Linked DNA regions of Zea mays: region 2 is linked to region 1. The links are chromatin contacts, called in public Hi-C maps. All regions are on one chromosome and are shown on one strand. Each heading gives the region's core, a stretch centred on a gene start, on an enhancer-like site or on the middle of the called end of the contact. The rest is flanking DNA. Distances are from core to core; before and after follow the strand shown.

What was found. Hi-C and Micro-C count contacts between places; a contact is called where the count stands out from the background.
Region 2: a Hi-C map of leaf shows a contact between it and region 1, with 2.9 times the contacts expected there. The contact joins the promoter of LOC100277913 here to the promoter of LOC100283193 in region 1. A contact is called at or near these places in 2 of 25 Hi-C or Micro-C datasets (both in leaf).

What each region holds. Positions count from the first base shown.
Region 1 is chr6:174,630,529-174,637,095 of Zm-B73-REFERENCE-NAM-5.0, reverse strand. It overlaps LOC100283193 (phosphatidylserine synthase 2), which reads right to left and starts at 2,255. Exons shown (of 13, transcript NM_001156095.1): 1 at 1,924-2,255; 2 at 1,468-1,706; 3 at 584-649; 4 at 281-340. The coding sequence starts at 1,613.
Region 2 is chr6:174,939,373-174,945,642 of Zm-B73-REFERENCE-NAM-5.0, reverse strand. LOC100277913 reads right to left here and starts at 3,707. Exons shown (of 15, transcript NM_001366016.1): 1 at 3,446-3,707; 2 at 3,244-3,321; 3 at 3,110-3,159; 4 at 2,891-2,944; 5 at 2,722-2,774; 6 at 2,426-2,498; 7 at 2,267-2,328; 8 at 2,076-2,144; 9 at 1,778-1,886; 10 at 632-699. The coding sequence starts at 3,670.

The sequences.
Region 1 (6,567 bases), core at 1,006-3,505:
TGCAGCAAGTACAGACATATAGTTAAGATGTCATTGGCACCGTGTCCCTAGGGACATCTGTCAATTGCTACTTGAAAATAGCACAAAACTACTGTTGCTTCAGCACCAATTGAGAAGCAAGAAGCACTGCAGTGATACAGCTCCAATGTTTGAGTTGCATTTTTTTTAAAAAAAAGAATGGTAACTGACAATGCATGTTTTTATTGATATAGAAGAAAAATACAAGCAGACAACCATGAGAGGCTATCTACTAGGGACAAAAAGAAGAAAATTTGCTCACGTTGAAGGTGCCTGAAGCGTGCAGTAGGCAAGGAAGACTGCAATCATAGCCCAGACACCCCTGGAAAGTTTCGGTAAGAAGAAGAGTCAGCATCGCTCACTCACTCCAATCATTTCGCAATGCTATGAAGGTAAAACAGCTCGAGTCCAAAAGGCAGCATTGAACGGAATAGTGGCCTGGTTATCTTTTCCGTTTGAAACACATGAAAAGTGGCCTGTTTCTTATTTTCTTTCTTTCTAATTTTGAAAGTTCAGTGCCGCCTAAACAAGGTCATAATTAAATCCTGAGATGATGCAGACATACCTCTTGATTGATGTCACGCTACTGTGAGCGGCAGTACCTTCAGGATCAAGTGCTCCACTTGCCCAGCTGAAAGGGAAGAACAATTGAATGTGAGGTCAGATGAGATGGCCACGAGAAATCGCAAAGGAAACGGCCCACATCTTGACAGTACGGTTGGCATGGTATCCACCGCTGGGCAGCCTACAAGTTGGTAATGAGTTCAGTGTCCCGACTCCCGTGAGGGTGAGGCACATCTCTGGGTCTGGGATAACTTTGGACTGGGGTAATGGTTGTACCTTGGATTAGTCCAACCGTAATTGGTACCTATCTTCCTCGCAAGAAGCATGGTGGTAAAAAAAAATCTTTGTCACGTGCTTGTTTATCTTAGCTTAATGAGCTGAAAATAAACTCATTTCACTCTCACTTGAGTGTCCAAGGAAAATAATACGTACGGTTGTTCTTGGAGCGAATTTCAGACAAATTCGTTTTCATGAAAATTCAGAACAATTTGGCTTGAGATACTTGACCAGGGCTGTGGCTCTCCACGAATCCATCAATCATACTCCAATGATTCGGTAGCTCAATGATTTCGCACATATCCATTAAATTCCAACTCGAAAACTATATTTTCAGGGAAAAACATAGAATAGAAAACAACAAGAGTGCATGGCCATGGCCGCGTCTCAGCTCTGACACTGTCGACAGGACCTGGTGGTATCCCTGCAGCTCTTGTACTTGGCCAGGCACAGACAGCCCTTTTCGCAGCCGTAAAAATTGCAGCCTCCAGTCAACGGAGTCGTATGAACACGGTAGCAAAAGGCGAAACCAGACAAGGCTCTCCCTCTCCCTGTGCTGGCGGGCGCCAGCAAGAGGAGGAGGAGGAGAATTCGAGGGCGCTTGCTTACATGAGAAGGCAGGCGCCGACGAGGAGCACCGAGATGGTGCGCGGCTTGTAGAGCCACGCCGTCCACGGGTCGTACTCCTCGCCGCCGTCCGTCGCCGGCGGCGGCCTCCTCTCCCCGCCGTGCCGCGGGCGCTGCTTCGCCTCCATGGATGGCACGAGGAGGAAACAACCGAGCCGAGCCGAGCCAAGCCGCTTGCGCCTGCCCGCGACACGCAGCGGAAACCGCCGGAAAGCGAACACCTGTCAGGCAGAGCAGAGGGGCGGTATGCAAACCGCCGAATTAGCCGGCCGCGCCGCGGCAGCACCGAAGCCAAGTCAAAAACAAACGAAACGGGGCGAGCATGGATCGCCCGTTGCACCTGTGGGACGACGATAAAAGGGAGATGTGGAAGAGAGAAGGCGACAGACGCAGGACGGTTCTCCTGTTCCTACATGCAAAGGCACATGCGCGACGTACCGGCGAGGGATCGGCGCCGAGGAGCCCGGGAATTGGGGGCGGCCGGGGAAGTGATTCCGTGCTTCCGGCCGTGCCCGTGCGGGGATGCCCTTGCACGAATATGATCGCGCGCGAATTCGTGAGTCGATCGGCCGGGATGGGCACGCGCGCGAGCCCCTCGCGAGGTGGAAACTGTGATGAGAGGGAAGGAGGACGGCGCCGGACGGCGAGGGAGGGCCGGCTGGCGATGGCGTCGTCTTAAAAGAGGAGGTGGGGGGAGAGAGCGCCACGCCCACGAGCGACGAGACGAGACGATGGGTGGGTATGTTCGGCTTCGGTTCGCTCGACTCGAGGGGATCCGTTTCGTGGTCTCTGCACTGCACGTCTGACCGCGTGCCCACGTAGACGCGACGCGTCCCGGGCGGACTGGGCTCTGCCCGCCGCTGCCGCTTGCGCTCGGGAACCAGCGGCACGCAGCGCGGATGCAAAGGCAAGGAGAGGGATCAGGGAAGAGCTCCGTCCCGGTTGCTCGGTGGCGGTGCCCCCATGTGTGTACCCCGGACGCTCTGGCAGGGTCCCGGCTACCTGGCCGGGCTGGCGCTGGCATCCCGGTAGCGAGCGGTAGGGGCGGGGTAGGGGTACTACTAATTATCGTCGAGGCCAACTACTTTTGTTTTCTTGTATTTGTGTGCAGTGCGGTGCGGTGCACCCAAGTGGCTTGCGATTCACATATTTTTGTAGCTACGACGGCAGAGCAGCTGGCTGACTAATGAAGGGGTATTAGTTAGTGCCAGCACATTGCTACAATTTATATATATCATATAGATAGAACTTGCTTAAATAAAATATTTTATTCAAATATGATTATATTTTTTTTGTTTTTAAATCATTAATATATGTACATATTTGCAATATATCTTCTTTATATAACACAAACAGACATGTAGAGACGTATCTAAGATTTTTCTTTAGGAGATAACACATATGTAACTATATTGTAATGTTAATAAATAGAATGTGTGTGTACAATATACAATAGCCATTAGTCATTAGCCATCCACATCACTAAGCTGCAGGTAAACCAAACCAGGGTGTTGAGGTCACTGTTTACTCGTTACGTTAAAACTAAAAGGACAACAACAGGACACGTACTGACCTGTGCATGTTGGGGTACACTTGAGAAGCAGAGCAGTAGTAGAAGGAGCAGAGCGGATCAGCGAGGGAGGGGTCGGTCGATACGGCGGCGCACGGCGGGACGGAGACGCGAGCTTCCGGTTCGTACGTACGCGCGTGGGCACTGGGCAGGCGACAAAACGACGCAGCTCGCACGGTGGCTGGCGTGGCGTACGATGCGCAGCTCGCGCGATCGTGGCCCCGCCGCAGTCAACCCCACGCCCGCATCACCGAACCGAGACACTCCGGCACTCTGCCCGTCCGCCAGAGTTCCTCACCTCTCGTTTCGGCAGCTCGGCGTTAGGCATGGGCATAAAAACCGAAAACCGAACACCGAAACCGAAAAAACCGGAACCGAAACCGAAAAAACCGGAACCGATCAAACCGTTATATTTTTCGGTTACCATTCTTCAGAAACCGAAATTTAGTTCGGTTTTCGGTTTTTAGTTCGGTTTAAACCGAAAAACCGAACTGTTAGCCCATCAGCCTATAATCCCATTTCAGCCCAAGTCTTCAGAAACGCGGCTTGCTGTCTTGGGCCTTCTCCGGCTCTCAGCCCCTCACGCTGCCTGGGCCCAGGTGCAGGCACCCTTGCTCAATCCCGTCGGCATGCAGAATAGCAATTCAGAATTCCTTGTATTATTCTATGTAGGCATGCAGCACTGGCAATCGGTCAGTAGCAATAGCACTGGCATAGCAAATTAGCAATAGCAGGCGATCAGGCTTTGGAGTCGTCCGAGTGCTGGGACGGAAGCCGTGTAGGCGTGTACTATGCAGCACATAGCTATTTGTTTTTTTCGGACTACACAGCCAGCTAGCCGGCGGACAGGGTACTGAAAGTCTGAAACACAGCACAGCCTAGTTCGGTTTTTTCGGTTAAACCGAAAACCGAACCGAACTATACGGTTAACCGGAGGTCCGGTTTTTCCTTTTCTAAAGATAATTTCGGTTGGCATTTTTCAAAAACCGAACTTTAAAAAAAACCGAAAAACCGAACCGAAAAATTTCGGTTAACCGAGTGCCCAGTCCTACTCGGCGTGCCGGCCTGGAGCTCGCGCGAGGGCCCGGGGTGCCAGGCGGAGAGGCGCGCGTGGCCGCAAGCGCCAAGCGGACAAGGCCCGCACGGGAGTGGGGGCGTGCGCGCCCGGGCCCGGGTCCGGGTCCTGCCGGCCGTGCCAAATCGACCGACCGGCCCAGCAGACAGTTGGTGACTGCGTCACCTCACCTAACAGGATGCCGTGCCGGCGTGCCGCCGAGTGCTCCCCGTCCTCCAGTCTTCTTGTCTGCGGCCCGCCTGTTTGCTTGCTGGTGGTAACAGCAAACAACGACGGGGTTTACACTTGTCAGTAAAGCTGTGGTTCTAGTTCTGGTTCTGGTTAACGGAAGATAACACTGCGTCTGCGACCGATTTTTTTTATATTTCAGCCCAATTTATGAAAAATATTCTCGTTTAAATCTTGGACGACTTAATGGCAGATTTAGACTCTTTCCTCGGCGCCATGTCACATGACGCCGAGCGGTGTGCCAAATTGGCCAGCAAGCGCTGACATGTTGTCGACATGGCCCCGAGCTCGACGCTATAGATCTTGGCGCCAAGCTCAGAAGTAAAATATTAGCCTCTTTCTCTCTCCCGCTGCTCTATCCCATCCGTTTCTCTCCCAGCGACCGACTCCGCCGTCGCGCCCCAAGCCCCCACGCGTCGCCGACCCCAAGCTCCAGCCACCCCGCCTGCCGCAAGCTCCGCCCGCCCTGCCACCCCGCCGTCGGCAGCTCCCAAGCGTCGCGCTGCCAAGGGCCACCGTCCAGTGGTCCTAGCGCCGACCGCCCTGCCGCCTGTCCGGCCTCACCGCCCGCCCATCCAGCCGCGCCGCCAGGCGCCGTCCCGTCCCGTCCCAACCGTCTGGATAGTTATTAGCTAATTGTTAGTTAGTGGTTAGTCAGTAGTAATGGTTAGTGGTGTATTGTCTTAGTGTTTAGTTAGTGGTTAGTTAGTAGTTAGTGGTTAGTTACTATTAATTTAGTTTAGTATGTAGTATTGTATTAGTGTTTTTTATTTAGTTAGTAGTTCAGTATTACTTTACTACTTATCTAGCACATGTTTTGTAGTATATAGTTAGGTAGCTAACTATTTAGTTGTTAGTATATTTACATGAAATAGGTACGTTTTACTCATCCGCGATCTCGGGTATTTCTTGTTTTCGTATATTATTCGTAGATTATGTATTTTTGTTTGTTGTACTCCCTCCGTTTCTTTTTATTTGTCGCTGGATACTATCCAGCGACAAATAAAAAGAAACAGGGGATTAGTCATTTATATAATTATTAGTAAGCAAGTAGTTGTTACTTATTTATTACTTAGTAAGTATTTAGGCATAAGTATTTAGTCATTAGTAAGTATCTAGGCATTATTGAGTTAGTAATCCGTGTTTGCAATAGATGGACACCCTAATGACATTATACCATGGAGGAAGTGTGGAGGAAGATGTTTATGGGAATGTTATTTTTTATGGAATGAAGAAGGTGAATGTGATGTTCGATAAAAGACCCTCTTTTGGTCAGATTTTCGCTCGAGCTTGTGAGAAGATTAGTTGCAATTTAAACGACCCTATCATATCAATTCAGGGTTTGTTGTCCCATGTTACATCTGAGACAGTTGTCTGACAGTTGATCTGCATTGCCTTTAAAGATGACTGGATGAAATATGTCAAAATTGTGAAGACGAATGTTCCATCATGTTTGGATGTGGTTGTTCGAATGTTATCGTTTAGTCATTGCGATGCTCCAGTCGGGTTATCTCCACAAATGTCAAATGCATATTGTAATGAAGCTCATTTGCCCGATCTTTCAGAAGAAGTGGTTGTTGTGCCAGATGCTCAAGCGGCCCCGAACAAGTTTGAGATTTCTCGTCATGTTCGCGGCATTTGTGGGGCTTCTAATCCGGTGGTACCCCCTAGGAGATCCCATTGACCCAGGATCGAATCCAGGATCATCCTAGTAAGTGTCTTTAACACGATCTCCGCAGTCGCATCGAGGCGGCGAGTCTATTCGTCTTTCTGTTGCTACCTCCTCCGCATCCGTCGTTGGTGGAGGATTCGGGGAAGGAGGTACCCAACGTTTAAAACGCTCATGACTAGTCCTTCCACACAACCAATTAGCGAAAAAAAGATATCGATGGTCAAATTTATCAGGGCCGTTAATCCACTGAAAAAACACCTCAGGTGCTCCTACAAAAATGGAACGAAGCATTAGTACGTAGTAAACAATATTAACTCACAAGTTATAAGCTACGTACGTTAAAACCGCCATAAAGGTAGAAGCAACGAGCGGCCTGTCTGAATGTTTGGATTGACATACCCAAGTCGGTCTGGCATAGTCACAGTCAGACAGAGAAAGTTTAGGAGGAACATGAGCATCCTTACTAGATACATCCGGATATAACTCCCGAGGACGACCTCTCTTCTGCCACAACGCCTCCCGGTACATGTATTTGCA
Region 2 (6,270 bases), core at 2,458-4,957, 310 kb before region 1:
CATGACAGATATATATATGGACCTTTCTCAAGTTGCACATATGTTTGGAGTTGGAGGCTAGTTAAATGGAGTGGCAAAACAATTGAGATCACTAGTACTACTTGGGGCAGCAGTGACATGTTGGTCTATCAGGGTTGCGCACGAATGATATTATTTTTTAGAAGAAAAAGAATACTCTCCATTGCAGGTTATCTATGCAATTTCTCACAGGCTCCATTCGTGAGCTATAATCCTTCAACAGCCGGAGTTCTGGGATACGGTTGCAACGGCATTGCAACAATTGGAGCAGGTGGCGAAGGATATCATTATCCGGGCATATTGGCGGCGATCTATTATTACGATTGAATGTCACTAGAGCATGCTCAAAATACTTTTAAACTTAACCTATGTGTCTATCACTGGGCTAGTTTGGAAACTCAAATCCCCTTCGGAATTAAAGGGGATTGGAGGGGAAATTAGTTCATTTCCACCTCAATCCCCTCCAATCCCGAAGGGGATTTGAGGTTCCCAAAGTAGCCCTTAGGCAGAGGTTGTGAGGTTGTTTCAAGGCCGTGTATCAACTCGATGTACTGATCTTAGAAGGAAATGAAATCTTCCTTCCAAAAAACACCATAGTGGTAAAATGGGTCACCTGTTAGAGATCCATGATCAGTGTGCCATCCACACCATGATGAAACCGAGTCGAAGTCTGTCTGCTTGCTGCCATAAGAGACAAATACATCAATTCCCAAACTAACTGAAAACCCTGCATCTAAAATACATCATTAATATTATGATTCATTAAAAAAATGAAGTTGCAAGGGGGGACCTTTTCCCTCTTGTCTTTAATATAATGATACACGTCTCCCATGTTACCCTGATACGGCGATACGAATACAGATTCGTGATACGGCGATACCCTGATACGCTATTTCTCGAAAAACACCGATACGGCGATACACAAGTATATATTATAAAAAAACTAAATCCTGGAATAGTGGACCACACAAGTTCACAACCAGTGCATAGATAATAAAGTTCAGGCCATCAAGCTATCAGACCTAGGAACTTTATTCTTTAGGTTCTAAGTTCTAACAGACCATAATATGATAATACTCCATCAAGTCAGAGAAGCAAGGAGTTTGAGAACCAAGGAGGGAAGAACATGGACCTGCAGGTCGGTTTGTGGCAAGGGTAAACAGATGACTACGACACACACCAACATCGATTTGTAGATCGGTGGGTGTCACCACGACACGGGTCGCCAACGGCGGCCACACCCACACCCCACAGTCCGCGGCGGCGGCTACAAACTCACAAATTGTCGCATGGTGGCCCAAATCGGCGACCGACAGCTGGCGGCATAGTTCAGTTGGTGGCGGCGGGCGAGTGGAAGCACCGAGGCGTCTTTGGGCCTTTGACTGCTCGTTATAGGAGCATGAATGTGCCGAACGGTTGTATACGAAGGTAAGTATCCCATAGGTATCAGGAAGGTACCCTAGGAGTATCCTGGTTTTTTTATTTATTTAAAATCGCAAAAATATTCGATACGTATCAGATACGTATCCGGGAGTATCCACGAAGTATCGGTATCCGATACGGTATCTGACACAGGTACGTGAGTTTTGTGAAGTATCCACGCACGTCTCTTCTGCGTGTTCAACAAAAAAAAGAACTATGCTGAACATAATTTTGTACACTCTAACTACAACACACTTGAATGATGTATTATCACCTTAAAAAATGCATTCATGCATGCTTATTAATCCAGGCCTGCATATATGATTATAAAGTTCACCTAAACTGTCGTGGGAAATAGTACAACAGACGACCCTTGTGACACCTTGAACGAGCAATTGTCTGCTCAAGACTGTCACCATCATATGACCCTACTCCTTGCCTCATTACTGAAAAGCAGCAAAGGTTGATCCATTTAACTAATTGATAAACAGAATATCATGATGAAAGAAAAAAGAAAGACTATTCTGAATGGAGCATCAAGCATAGAGATCATGCTCTGCTTAAGCCTCATGAGTTAATTTTCCGGAAATCACACCGAGTTATAGTAATGGACCTTATGGTTCTGCAACACATACCATAGCGATCACAATGATGAGCCAACATCAAACCAACTTCCATCATCAGCTTCCCAAGATCTTTAAATGCTACAAAAAAGGGAAAAGAAATCTGTAAACATAGTCTAGTTTCCAGGTATGAATGTGAAAATGCAAAGGAAAAAAACAGATTGAAGTCACATTGATGGCTTATCGAATGCATTCAGTCATACCTATCTCAAGCTCAGGAAGATTATCGTTTGGCCATATATTTGGTCGGCAATATGATGGATACCTGCAGGTTAAACATCATCAGATGTTTAAAATGTTAGATCATGGTATTGGACCATGATGGAAATCGAGACGACAGTTCCATGCTAGAAACACTTTACCTACTTACAAGCACATCATCAGTAGTAGGGACATCCAAAACAGGGTTCGCATAAAAGGAACCTTTAAATGTGTCTGCATGCAGTAATCAGAGTTTATCTTAGGAAAGAAGTTCATGCACAATAGTCATGGGAGCCGAGCAGAGCTCAACAGATAGCCTCATGGTAGGAATGAGATCCTGTCCAAAAACTTGCTTTCTTGGCAGCACCGCAGCAGGTTTCAAGGATGAATAGTACTCCTACCCCACACATACAACAGGATACTACATGATAACTCACGGAATGGACCAGTGTCATACCAAGTTTCCCGGACTCGAGTTTCTCCTTCCCATGACTCCACCCAAAGTTATATCTGCAGATGACAAGTGCATATAATATAATCTAGCTGCTAGCAATCGATACCCTAGTCACAAGCAGGAGTTTTCAGGTGGGTGCGATCATAACGAAATCGTTGACAAACAGCACGACCTGCTATCTGGATCTTCAAGCTGTTTCTTCACCTCTTCAGGAAGGTTTGCAATCCTGACAAATAAGCAAGCAAGCAAGAACGAAGAACAGGAACCTTTCATCAATCATCATCAGTAAACAAACAACTCTTGACTCAGGAGCAGAATAAACCACCCAGTACAGGAGGAATGAGGGGGGCATATATAACATGTTAATATGTTATGAGCATAAACGACATGCCTGGGTGCCAAGCGCAGCAGCCTTTTTCTTAGCTCTGGAAACTCAGGTACCTGCGTGGACCAGGATCAAGACAGTTTAAGGAACCCATGGCTCGAAATCACGATGCAATCAGTTCCACCACGGTTGCTACTCACATCGGCAATGGTGACGATGCCGAGCCCATGGGGACCCAGACCTTCCTCGATCTTGTCGCCAAGGTCCCTGTCCGGCACCTGCGCACGCCCACCCGCCGCCGCCGCCGAACGGCACGTGATCAGAATCATGAGAAGTGACACACACACACACACACATTCCCTCCCTCCCGAGACGGCAACACTCAACACCGGGGAAGATTACCCTGAGGTCGGCGAAGGGGATGGTGACCGCGCGGACGGTCGGCGGCCGCTCCTGCTCCTCCTCGTGCTGTTGCATCGCGCGGCAACGGTGCCGGACCCGGCGGGACGACGCGGGAGCGAGGGCGAAGGAGACGACCTGGCCCCGTGATCTGCGCCGGGCGGCTGGACCTGCAGCCCAAGTGGAGGTGGTTCGTATTCCCACGGCGGTGCCCACCTCCAGCACCATGACGTCGCTCTCGTGTCCCGTTGGATTCAGTTGGGTTGGGTTGGGTTGGGTTGTGGCCTGTGGGTGCCGACCTCGTTTTGGCGGCACCTGGCGCAGATAGATGGAGATGAAGAGTTTGTGCCGTCACGTCACGCGAACGCTGCCCCGGTGACCTGCTGACGCAGTGATGGAGACTTGGCGCTCGACCGTCCGTGTGGCGCAGTGACGTGAAATGAGAGAGAGATAGAGCCCCAGGCCCCAGCTAGGCAGCCCGCACGGCGCTGGCCTGTTTCGCTCTAGTGACAAACAATGTGCATATGATGTAACCTACCTAATCTGTAGTGCTAACTCTTTTATTCTCATTCCGTTCAAAAATATAAATCATTCTAAGATTTTTGCGGAGTCAAAGTTTTTTTAAGTTTAACTAAATTTATATAATAAAGTAATAGCATTTACGATATCAAATGTATACCATTAGATTCTCTATTAAATATATTTTCATACTATATTTATCACATGTCATGAATCTTTTATGATTCTCTCTATACTTTTGATCAAACCTTAAAAACTTTGACTCTCAAAGAATCTTGGAAAGACTTATATTTTAGAACGCAAGGAGTACTTATTAAAACTTTTTATTTGTGCTGGTTGCAAACTAATTTTTAGGCTGCAACATAAGAACATTTACCATGGGTGTCTTTAGTTGTCTTCGAGTGTGTTTAAGGGGTAATATAAAAAATTTTCGAGTGTGTTTAAGTGGTAAATGTAAAAAGTCTCAAAACACGTATTTTAACGAAGAAAATGTGTCTTGGCTCTATGCTCGAGACAGAGAACTATCTGATTGGTCAATTTAATTTATTAAATAATTTGATTGATGCATGGATATAGTAAGTGTGGGGGATAGATATCCCCTGGGTCCACTAAAGATATAAAAGACCTCACGAAAGGCCCAAGGGCCCAATAATTCGTAAGGTCATTCTTTCGTGGGCCTGGGGAAAGACAACCAACAAAGAAGAGAAGACGTGAGACCGGATTGGTGCAAACCCGGACGGCCCACAACGGCGAACGAATAAATCGCAACAGAGACCCGACTTTCCTGCGCTGAAGCCCCCATGCAACGGAGCCATGCGAGGATAAGTCGGCGAGGGTTACGTAGGGATAAACTCAGGAGGTTCACCATCTTTTAGCTACTTGTTGTTATCATATCCACATGTACTGCCCCACGGTCGAATATATAAGGCCCAGGGGGCACCCCTTCAGAACGATCGACCCTATTTTACTTAGCCACCCACGTAAACTCTCTGCGCCCTCTATCCAGAGAGTCCTCTTGTAACCACGCTCATATACTCACCAGGACGTAGGGTGTTACGCACTTCTAAGCGACCCGAACCTGCAAATCTTGTCCATCGTCCCTCGTGCGATCGGCATGAACCATTTTGCTACAGTCGTTGACACCGTCCTACTCCTAAAAACACCTTGAGGGGCAACCCCGGGTGTGCGGTCGGACCCAAAACACCGACAGCTGGCGCGCCAGGTAGGGGGTGTGTCGACGATCCAAGCTAGCTCAATGGCCGTCACCTTCCGCAGCAAGATCACCGTGCGTCCCGGATCTGTATTCTGCTTCGGGACAATCTCATCTGTAGCGGACGAAGAGGGAATTCTACACCGCATCGCGGATCTGCCGGAAAAGAAGTTTCCTCCAACAAACTCCGAAAATGCTGGAAAGACGCTACCTCCGGCTCTTCGGAAAAAGATCGTCTCCGGGGAGGCTGGAGCTAGAAGCTTGCTGACCCGGAAGACTCTGTTGTCTACTTCCCCGACGAAAGAATGGACACGGATCGCGAGAAAGAAGGAGACCAGGGAGAGGCAAGTCGTTCTTCCCGTTCCTCCGGCCTCAAAGGAGAACGGAAAGAAAGTCGCCACGACAGCAGTACCGTTCTACCCCGACGTCCTCTTCATCGGGAGAGCAGAGTCGCCCGTCGTCTCTGACGATGAACCGACCGTGCCTGGAGAAGAACCACCTCAGCGAGAATCCCGCCGACGAAGGAACCGACGCAGGAACGTTCGACGACATCACGCAGCCGGAGAACGGGATCCGGAGCAGCCTGTCTCGCGAGACGAGGTCTCGGAGATAGGAGAAACTCCGGAAGAACGCGTCTTCAGGGAACGAAGGAACTCCCGACGACGTGATCGCCGGCGGACTCAGGAGCAAGCCGAGCAAGATGCAAGGCAACGACGCGAGAATCCGCTCTTCGGGCGCAACCTGAACCCCGACTTCGCCCGAGCTATGAACACGCCGAGCGAAGTCGGAGGCGTTCTAGCTCGGATAGCTGACGGACTCCTCGGACTCCCGACGCCGAGGGATACCGACGCCTGTTCACTCAGGCGGCCAACCATCTTCTACCGCTCGCTCACCCGCCGAACGATTTGCGACACGCCATCAACAGTCGCCGAGACGCGCGAAGCTCTATCAACGCTTCGCGCGAACGGCGGCATGAGAACGAAATTCGCCGTCGGGAGGAGTATGACCGAGATCATGGCTTCCCGACTCAAAGCCAGGCCACCCGAACTGAGTCGGCAACAACTTCAACTGGCGGTACCACCCGGGGACGGTCGAGGAA